Regions from separate parts of the Mus musculus genome. Here region 2 is linked to region 1. A link is a contact called in public Micro-C data. All regions are on one chromosome and are shown on one strand. Each heading gives the region's core, a stretch centred on a gene start, on an enhancer-like site or on the middle of the called end of the contact. The rest is flanking DNA. Distances are from core to core; before and after follow the strand shown.

Region 1 (4,871 bases), core at 1,090-3,589:
TTCATTGTAAAAGGCAATTGTGTAGGTTTGTACAAACGAACAAATCATAAACACAGACTTTTCTATTATATATCTAACAGAACCTATATTCTTTACTCAAAGAAAATGCACATATGGCCAGCAGTAATTGGACCTAACCGGGTTCTACGAAAGAGAACATGGCATCACTGAGGAGGAGTGTTGGGGAGGACTGCAGAGGAGGCAAAGGGAAGAAATGGATAGGATTAGTATCTCTGTAGACATGTGTGAAATTCTCAGAGTCTTTAAAATAAATAAAAATATTTAAAAAGAATTAAACTTAAAAAGAAATTATTAAGTACTGAAATGATGAAACTATGGTTTTTTATTTTCCTCTGTTTTTAAATGTTTAATAATTTGATACTTTATAATGAAGCATTTCAACATGAATTTCTTTCTATCTATCTATCTATCTATCTATCTATCTATCTATCTATCAGTGTAGAAGGTATGACTAAGTAGTCCTAAATGTCCTGGAATTCACTACATAGATATGCTGGCCTCAAACTCAGAGACCTGCCTGTCTGTCTCCCAACTGCTGGGACCAAAAGCATGAGCCACAATGCCTGACATTAAAATTAATGTCTTAACAGAGATTTATTTAATGACAAATTGTAACTTTTCAGTACAAAAAAATTCCATAGTAAGAATCAAAAGAAAGAAAGGAAAATGCCAATGGCTGTAATGATGGGACTGTGTCTGAGGGGGCACTACTATTGCTACTGCTACAGCTACTATTACTATTACTACTACAGTCCATGTACAGACATCTGTCGTTTTATGCTTACACTCATTTCACTAATTGGTTTGAGAACAGTCCTCATTTGACGTCGTAAAACTGTTGCACTGTTGTTCTTTTATTTGCTCAGTCAACACACATTTACTGGTTACTTACTGTACCGAGAACATTCACAAATGCAGAGAATAAACATGAAAATCAGAGACATGCCTCAGCCCTCAGCAGGCTCAAACTCTGCATCCATCCCCATGATAAACACTTTGATCTAAACATTCTACTTCGTCTTTCAGTTTTTATTAGCATGTGCTGGCTGCACAAACTGTTGGGTTTCATTGTATTTTCATGCATGTATACCGTGCCCTCTGATCATAATCATCCTCCATTACTCTCTCTTGTATTTATTTTTTAAATACATAAATTCTTAAAACAGCTAGAGACAGGTTATACAGGTAGCAGGGCCAGAGAACAGTGAGGCCTGCCTAACTGCTTACCTCTAATGTCAGTTCATCAGGGGCCCGAGCGGTGTAGCGCTTGATAACATGGGCAGCACCGACAGCAGGAGTGTTGATGGACGACTCCTCGTGAACTAGAAGATGGTTTCCCTTATTGTCGATCTACAATAAAAATCAAGCACCATGGAGTGTCCAAAGACACGGATCTGTCTATCCACAAATAAAAACTCAATTTAGACAGGTGGTAAGCCCCAAAAGTCTTTTAAAATAAACTGTCATTTTTGGGAACAGCAAGACAGCTCAGCAGGTAAACAAATGCAACAAGCCTGATGAGGTAAGCCGGATCCCTTTGGACCCACCTAGTTAAAGGAGAGAAGCAACTGCTAAAAGTTGTCTTCTAACATCCACATGGGCTCTAACATGCCCCACCCCCAAAATGTAGCAAAACCCTTTAAAACCCTATCACTTATTAGGTAGCTAATATAGGGCAGTAAGTATGCTGTGCATATAATGTATACGACTTAATTTAACTCTCATAATCCCAAAATGTGCTATCATTACCTTTACCTAAAGGTAAAGAAGACAACCTGGAGAAAGTTATGTAATTTTAGAGAAATTAAATTACTTTACTAAGATCACTCAAGCAATAATGGCAAAGTCATGGTCTTAGTGCAAGTAGACCTGGCTCCTCTTACCCTCTTGGCAGTGTCTCAACTTTTACTGGGAGAAAAGAATATATATAATTCTTTACATCCCCAAATTAACATACACAAGTTAACATACACAAATTAACAATAAATATCCTGAGGCATTCTCAAATTGGTACCTTTAAAAGGGTGGTTTATTGGCTCATAAATTACTAAAAAATATTTTCAATTATTAAGCAAATGAAAAAACAAGTAGCTTACGCTGTATATGTATAACAATAGGTATAACAATGTCTAACAATCTCCAGATTTATAGAGATGATAAAATTATTTTTTTGAAAAATAAAGAGAAAGATTTTCTATCCAAAAATCCAGTCACTCTGGAGAGATGACTCAGCATTTAAGAGCAGTGGCTGCTCTTAGAAGAACTGATTCCCAGAGCCACAGGGTGGCTCATACCATGTATAACTTCAGGTCCAGGGCATCTGAAGCCCTCTTGTGGCCATTTGGGGCAGCAGGCACATAAAGAGCACACAGACATTCATGGAGGTAAAACACCCATACGCATTCAGGTTAAAATTAAAAATATCAGTTACCAATCCTCCTGGATTATGAGTACATTCTTTGTTTCTTTATTTGTGAAACTCATCTATAATCAAATTACTAATAAATGCCTTAAGCAAATAATTTTAGAATAAGATTTCATCAGAGCTGATCAGACAGATACCTCCATCCAGGTAAGGGCAGGCCCACAGTTGATCTTGTTGCCAGCGATAGTTGAAAGGCGTGACAGGTAAGCTGTAAGCATCTGAGTAACCGACTGAAAAAGAGAGACTCACCATAACCAGAGGGAAGAGCAACTCTTTGCTTTACAAAGTCTCATATAGATTGGTTTTTTTCTAAGAGGGAAAAAAAGAAACCTAGAGATCCTTAGGCACTTAATAATTACATCAGGTAGAGATAGTGGCAAACACCTTTAATCCCAACAGTCAGGAGGCAAGGGCAGGAGGATCCCAGTTTAACCAGAACTGTAAAGTGAGACCCCCCATCGCCAACACCAAATAATAATAATAATAATAATAATAATAATAATAATAGCTCTAGAGACCTCATCACTGAGGGTATGGAAGATTACCTCTGAAATGATGGCACTTTTCACAGAGGAATTCAGCTACTGCCTAATGTGGGGATTTTAGCTTTTAATACCTCATCGTATGAGGCCGTATTCTACAGCTTCTAATTTCAGGACTTTCGTTTTGTACCTTTGTACTGAAAATACAAAATGTGTTTATTAAAAGACACATCTGTGGCTTTTCTGCCAAATTTTCCCTTGCTTCCCTTTACTGCCTTTGGCTGTAATCTCCATGCATATAGCTGCACAGGAGTGGACTAATTCCTGTGATCCTACGCCACAGTGTGACATGACAATCTGAGCAGGAACCATGACACAGAACCAAGTCTTTATGCCTGCCCACCCTCCTCTTCCTGAGTTCAAAGGCAATGTGGAGGAACAAGCTGCTGTTGCTGGCTCCCTGCTTTCCTTTCTGATGCCTTACACTTCCCGCCACGATGAACAAAATCTCTCTGTAAATGTAAGCCACAATAGTTCCTTTCTCCGTGTGTGTGAGTGTGTGTGTGTGTGTGTGAGTGTGTGTGTGTGGTGCTGTTGTTTGTAAACTGAAAGCCCAGCCCAAGGTTTCAGCGAGCCTGTGAGAACTGGCCTCGAAGCCATTTGGATGATATTCCTGCATAGAGTCCAGCTGTGTTCTGCCTCTCAAAAGCCCAGGGCTGACTTCAAAAGCAACAGTCTCTTCCATGGGCCGAGGAAATATGACGGCAAGCCAACTGTAAGGCTACATTGTGATTCTTGCTCACGGATCTCATTCAGATCTACAGTGTCAGGCAGTAACAAGTAGAGAACAAAGACATTACAAGAGGTGGTTTCCCAAGGCAGGCTGTGTGAGCAAGCTTAAAGCTTGAGCCATGGGAGTATGAATGATGAAGGTCTATAACTGATAAGGAATTAGCACCCTTTAAAGAGAAACTTCCTGCTCCGGATATACAGTAGCAAACTACCCTGAGGGCAAGATCCCACTCACCAAAGGTACTAACTGTGAAAATGCCATTCTTTAGACAAATTGAGCCTGTCAGGTGGCGGAGGCACATGCACGCCTTTAATCCCAGACCTCGGGAGGCAGAGGCAGGTAGATTTCTGAGTTCGAGGCCAGCCTGGTCTACAAAGTGAGTTCCAGGACAGCCAGGGCTACATAGAGAAACCCTGTTGTGGAAAGAAAGAAAGAAAGAAAGAAAGAAAGAAAGAAAGAAAGAAAGAGGGAAAGAAAGAAAGAAAGAAAGAAAGAAAGAAAGAAAGAAAGAAAGAAAGAAAGAAAGAAAGAAAGAAAGAAAGAAAGAAAGACGGAGGGAGGGAGGGAGGGAGGGAGAAAAAAAGAAAAACTGAGCCTAAGCTCCAAAAGCCAATGGAGTTTCTAACCGTGGAAGGCAACTACCTAGGAAGAGCTTCCACAGAGTCAGCCCATGGAAGCTGCTGAACAGTGGGGGCTGACATGTATAAACCAATTTGAAACCAACCAGGAACTCTCTTCCTTATTGGCTAACTTTCATAAGTGCTGGAAAGTGCTACACAGGCCTGGGGTGGTGTGTGAGATTAATGGAGAAAAGATATTACTGGTCTTATTCAGAGCTGGTCTTTACATGAAACAATACCAACATTCCATGTAAGTGGTGCCCATTAGTTCAATAGTGAAACAGATATTATGGAATAACTAGGCACTTTTTGATTAGATTTGATGTGCTCTCCACAGGAGAGAATTTTGTGTGTGGTAGAGCAATCCTGTGTCAAAAGTCCACACATGGCTTAGAAAGTCTCTGGCCCTGAGATAGAATGTGTTGTGGCTATTTTGCCAAATAGTCAGGACATCTGTCAAATTGCCTTCTAAATATTTATGTGAATACCATGAGTGAGGGCAGAGCTTTTGACATTGATTACAGAACTTG
Region 2 (4,870 bases), core at 990-3,489, 71 kb before region 1:
GTCCAGTTTTCCCAGGATCTGATTTGCTGCGCAGATGGATGACATAGATCCCTCCCAAGTCTTCTTGCACAGCTGGTGTCATGTTGTCATACTGCGACATGATAGGCCCTTTTACCTTCTGCCGTGCTCGGCTCTCTCGGCGGATGGACTGCATGCGGTATTTTTCCATGTCCTCAAGGTCCCATGAGGTGTAGGTGTGCTTTCCGTCAGCAGTGGGGGGCATAGTGACTACATTATGGTCATTACCAGAGAAATAGCCAGTTGCATTGGCCCGTGGGCGTGGAGGCAAACCAGCATAGTTGTACACGTTCTTTCCTTGTAGCCTTGGATTGTAGAAAGCAAAGTCCCGACTGGACAGGCGGTGGAGGGGCCGCAGCTGGACTGTGCCATAGGCATCGACATCACACAAGGCCCCCTCAGGACTGTAATAGGAGCTGGAGGAGCTGGAGTACGGACTATAGCGATAATGGACCCGTCCATTCTCAAAGTAAGGCTGAAGCTGAGTTACGTGATAGTCTGAGCGGGCCTGGGAGGACTGGTATGGCTTATACTGGTAGACTGGTCTTGGGCAGTAGGCTGGTTCATCATCTGGGGGAACTTCTGTCCGTGAAATGGGAACAGAGCGGATCATGGAAGGTGGGGGTGCATGGAGGGACTGTACCCTCCGGATGGTAGGGTAAGGTAGAATGTCTTCAGGGCAACAAGGATTCCTAACCGAGGAGCCCAGAGAAGAGACATACTCAACCCGACTACACGGCTTGGAGTGGTGTCCAGACATGTTTCTTCCCGGCGCCACATAGGTGTTATAACGAGGACCCATGGAGGCTGGTGGCTCTGACCGGGCACCATATACCTGATGTGGCTCCAACTTATTGTGGTGTGGAGGAACACTCTGGGGGCGAAACTGGCAGTTTGGAGTCATATTGAAATGCAAACAGTTTTCTGGACCAAAGGGCTCTGCGGTGACATCAGGCCTAGCAAAGGAGGAATAGGCTATCTTCTGAGAAGCATGCTTAGGCTGTGAGACGGGGAGTGGCACGGGCATCACATCATCCACTGAGGCTGACGAAGGGACAAAGGAGTGGTAATTTGAACTGCTGGTGGCATCTGCAGCGCTGGAGTGCAAGGCAGCAGCCATCTTGCTCTCCATTGTCCGTGTTGGGGGAACTGGGGCAGCAAAGCCACAGGAATGGCCAGGAAAAGACTCAGCACGTAAGTGGAGTGGTGGAGCCCTGCTGCTTTCCCGAACCTTCTCAGGCAGTCCAGGCTGAGGAGCAGAGGCGCCCATGGGACACTGGGCAGCAGCAGTGCCATCACTGAGGAAGATGGGTGCGGGGTCACCCATGGCCCGAGACTCAGGTGGCCTCTCGGGAGCTGGAGCCGTTCCCTGGACCTGTGGGAAGACAGCGATGTTAAGAGTCTGTTGTTTAACACCAACCCCTCAAAGCTAAATGCTAATACATTTATAAGGGGCAAACCCAGGCTATTTGGGTGACAGCTCAAACTTTGTCCAAGCTCTTCAGTTACACTGAACCTGACCCATAGCCCCCCAAAAAAGAGTATGTGTGTGTCTACACAGTACGCTATTACCTATGGAGACATGTGTAGTGTTTGCTAACTCCTGCTAGGGTTGAAATGTGAAGAGAGACTGCCTACAATGGTATCTTAATGTGCAGAACCAATGACAGGATTAGGCAAAAAAACCAGTGCTGGGCCTAAAAAAAATAAACATCCTACCTATTGGTCTCAGCACCAAGAAGATTTTATTTAATGAAAGCAGCTGATTTTATCAGCTGGCAGGAGTTTCAGAGTGACTCAGTTCCATGTAGCAAGCAGTTTTAAACTTCCAGATACAGGGAAGAGTTTCAAAGTGACTTGTCTGCAGTGGCAGCATGTGAGGGCTTACTGCCTCTGCGTTTTGTCCATCCTGTCAGTGGGCCCACAGATAAAATATGTTGTCCCTGAGAGGTAAGTTCTACAGCTAGTACCCTCCAGGAAGGGCCAGAATTTTAACTCCTTTTGGTTAAGGTTACCACAAAACCTGTAGGAATTAGGAAAACTCTTTGGCACTCTGTATCTAGCACTCCCACCCCCCCAACGCAGGCATTTGAACTATGCAACACAGCTGCTCACAGCAGGGAAATAACAAGAACTCCAGATATCATCACTCCTTAGACCTCTGAAAGCCCTGGAGATGAAGTACCTTCAATACAGACATCAAGGGTTGGGTAGTCACAAGGTGGTCACATGACTCACTCTCAGTCACCTGAACAGTGAGGCAGCTGGAAAAGACAATCACTACTGCAGCCCTGGGCTCCCTCTGCCTCATTCTGTCAGTGTGTCCCCGTGAAAGAGCTCAGTGCTTCAGGAAGGAAGGAGAAGCAGCAAGGATAGTTAAGCTGCAGTCACCAGGGGCTGCTCTGTCATTACACAAAGCCAATAGCCAGGCACAGGCAGAGACCGCCTGCTTCAAATGGCAGATTCCATGGAAATCTGCCACCTGACTGACACGCATCTGACTAAAAGATAATACATCCTACCGAATGGCATACCTTGGGAAAAGTATACTACTTCACTGACTTCCTCTCTAGCTTACCTTGTGGGAATTATTTAATCCTATACTTGGTGCTTCTTGTACCTGCCCCACAACTGGTGGCTGCTCTGCAGGCCTCTGGGAAGGAGGTGGAGGGAGGGGCCGATTAGTTCTGTGCGTGCGCTGAAGGGTGGCAGCCACAAAATCAGCAGCCGAGGGCTGCTCAGCCAGGACCCTGCTGGCCTCGCTGTTGCTCGGTTCCGCTCTTGCTGGAGTTGCCATCATGTAAGCCATGGTGGCTGTGCTGGAATTCTCTTCAGGGGACCCAGAGAGAGGGTGGTGGGCTTTGTCCCTAGGCAAAGTAGAAGGCATGGGAGATTTGTCTGTAAGTTCTGAGGAATGGTGGGGTTTATCCACACTGGTACCAAGGTAAGAGAGGGGCTGATCTCCACAGGAGAAATGGAGTGGAGACTGGTCCTGCTCCAAAAAGGAGACAGTGGACACGCTGCTCTTCCCAGCGTGGTCTTCAGGGAAACTTCCATGATCATCAGACTTCTCTGAGTCTGTTAAGGGAGCTGAAGTGCTTCTAGCCTTTTCTGGATCCCCAGATATATGGTTTCGATGTAGCGAATTCCCTATTAAGTCTACTTGGTGGAGTTGCTCCCCAGAGTCAGTTGTGTTGGACTGGGTGGGACCTCCCATAGCTGCTGCCTCAGGGAGAGGCTGGTTACAGTTTCCGAGTCCATTGATCTGCGGGTGGAACTGCTCTGCTGGCCGGTCCGTTTGGAAACAGGTTTTATCTAGAGTAAGGCTAGAGTAGGAACTAGGCAGCTTCTCTTCAGATGGAACGACTGCCGTGTCTCCATAACTAGTGCACCCAGCCTGGGAAGCCCCTGGTCTCTTCAGTGTCTGACTTGAGGCTTGCTGTGCAGACTCAGCTAACGCTAGTGCCAACATTCGGGCGACATTTTTCGGAGGCGGTGGTGGTGGGATAAGAGAGACTGAACTGACAGGAACGGGATCCTGAGGGGGGTCATGGGTAACTGCTCCTAGTGGGAAATTGGGAAAAAAAATTAGAATGAAAAGGTAGCTTATGTTACCCTATACGGAAAGCCAAACACTCCCCATGTGATCACTAAAAACATAAAAATATGCCTTCCATATTTCAAAATTGCAATCCATGATCTTCTATCCCACATGCAAATGCTGCTGAAACCACATCTGGTTGAAAGGGAAACTACCACAGTGTTAAAGGCTGCCAGTCCTCTTGAACTGCTACAGAGGGTGGAGGGAAGCAGGCCTCCACTGACTTAGAAAAGGTCACTTAGAGCACAAGCTTCCAGTGCTCAGACTGTGATGGTACTGCTACACTGGCTTGTCAACTTGTAAGGCTAGAATAGAATATGCATTAGAAGAGAAAACAGAATCAAGAGCTACACAGTTGTGCAAAAATTATCCATGAATCCTGACTGTCCAGAGACTTAAGGGGTCCTTTGTGAAGGCTCGCAGCAGGACCATGGGCCCTTTGGGGAGTTTTGTTTGCTTCATTTTAGTTTAGGGCTTTGAGCCCTCAGCACCATTCAGAAAAACATTCTTTGATTCTAGCCTAGCTGTGGAGAAGGCTCTCTTAAAAGGCACAGATGGCACACAGGACGGAAGACCCCTTTTAGCTTAGAGAAGGAACGGAGGAGAACAAACAGTACCTGTCTGACTCTGTCCAGACGGTACAGCCTTGCTCTGACTGCTCAGGACAGGCCGCTCCTCTGTCCCTGGCAACTCTACTTCTTCAGCTGCCCCCTGTTCCAGGGGCTGTGCTTCTGGTTCACAGGTCTCCTGTGCCTCTCTCTCACCTGCTTTCATCTTTCCTAGCTGCAGCTGGGTGGGGGATCTATTTATGACATCTCTTTCTTCCACACTTTTGTCCCAAGATGTAGGTGATGCATTCTGAGCTACAGTATTGGAGACCGTACCGATGACTTCTGATACCCGAGGTGGGAGAGTCACTGAAATAGGCTCAGATATGTTCATGGAAGGAGATTTGCTTAGCTTCCGCCCAATCTTCGGAGAGAAAGCATAAACAACCTTTTCTGTAAATGAAGATGGCTTAGAAGACTTGTCGTCAGTGGGGCTCAAGTCCAGGGTGAAAAACGGACTCAGTTTCTCCTGGACTGGAGATACAGGTTCGGAACTTGCGGTGCTTCCTGGAGTCTGTGACTGGCTACCACCTGCTTCTGCATCCTTCTTACTGGGACTCAGTTTATCCCTGGTATAACCTAATGAATCCAGAAAGGAAGCACCACTCTCCAGACACTCTGACTCAGCTTTTGGAGGACTACA

Evidence for each region. A called contact is a pair of places that touch in the nucleus more often than the background predicts.
Region 2: a contact with region 1 is called in a Micro-C map of embryonic stem cells, with 2.3 times the contacts expected there. The contact joins two enhancer-like sites. A contact is called at or near these places in 9 of 484 Hi-C or Micro-C datasets (the Patski cell line, cortical neurons, differentiating embryonic stem cells and 5 more).

What each region holds. Positions count from the first base shown.
Region 1 is chr9:32,184,134-32,189,004 of GRCm38.p6, reverse strand. Arhgap32 (Rho GTPase activating protein 32) reads right to left here. Exons shown (of 23, transcript NM_001370958.1): 8 at 2,584-2,676; 9 at 1,249-1,371. Among named protein-coding and RNA genes, the nearest start is that of Arhgap32, 150 kb to the right of the region's middle. Within about 2 kb of position 2,339, at least 17 of the 459 cell types and tissues checked have an H3K27ac peak or open chromatin away from gene starts, as enhancers often do. A contact at or near this core is called in embryonic stem cells, where this site is marked.
Region 2 is chr9:32,255,425-32,260,294 of GRCm38.p6, reverse strand. Arhgap32 (Rho GTPase activating protein 32) reads right to left here. Exons shown (of 23, transcript NM_001370958.1): 21 at 4,237-4,870; 22 at 2,597-3,582; 23 at 1-1,393. Among named protein-coding and RNA genes, the nearest start is that of Kcnj5, 86 kb to the left of the region's middle. Within about 2 kb of position 2,239, at least 17 of the 459 cell types and tissues checked have an H3K27ac peak or open chromatin away from gene starts, as enhancers often do. A contact at or near this core is called in embryonic stem cells, where this site is marked.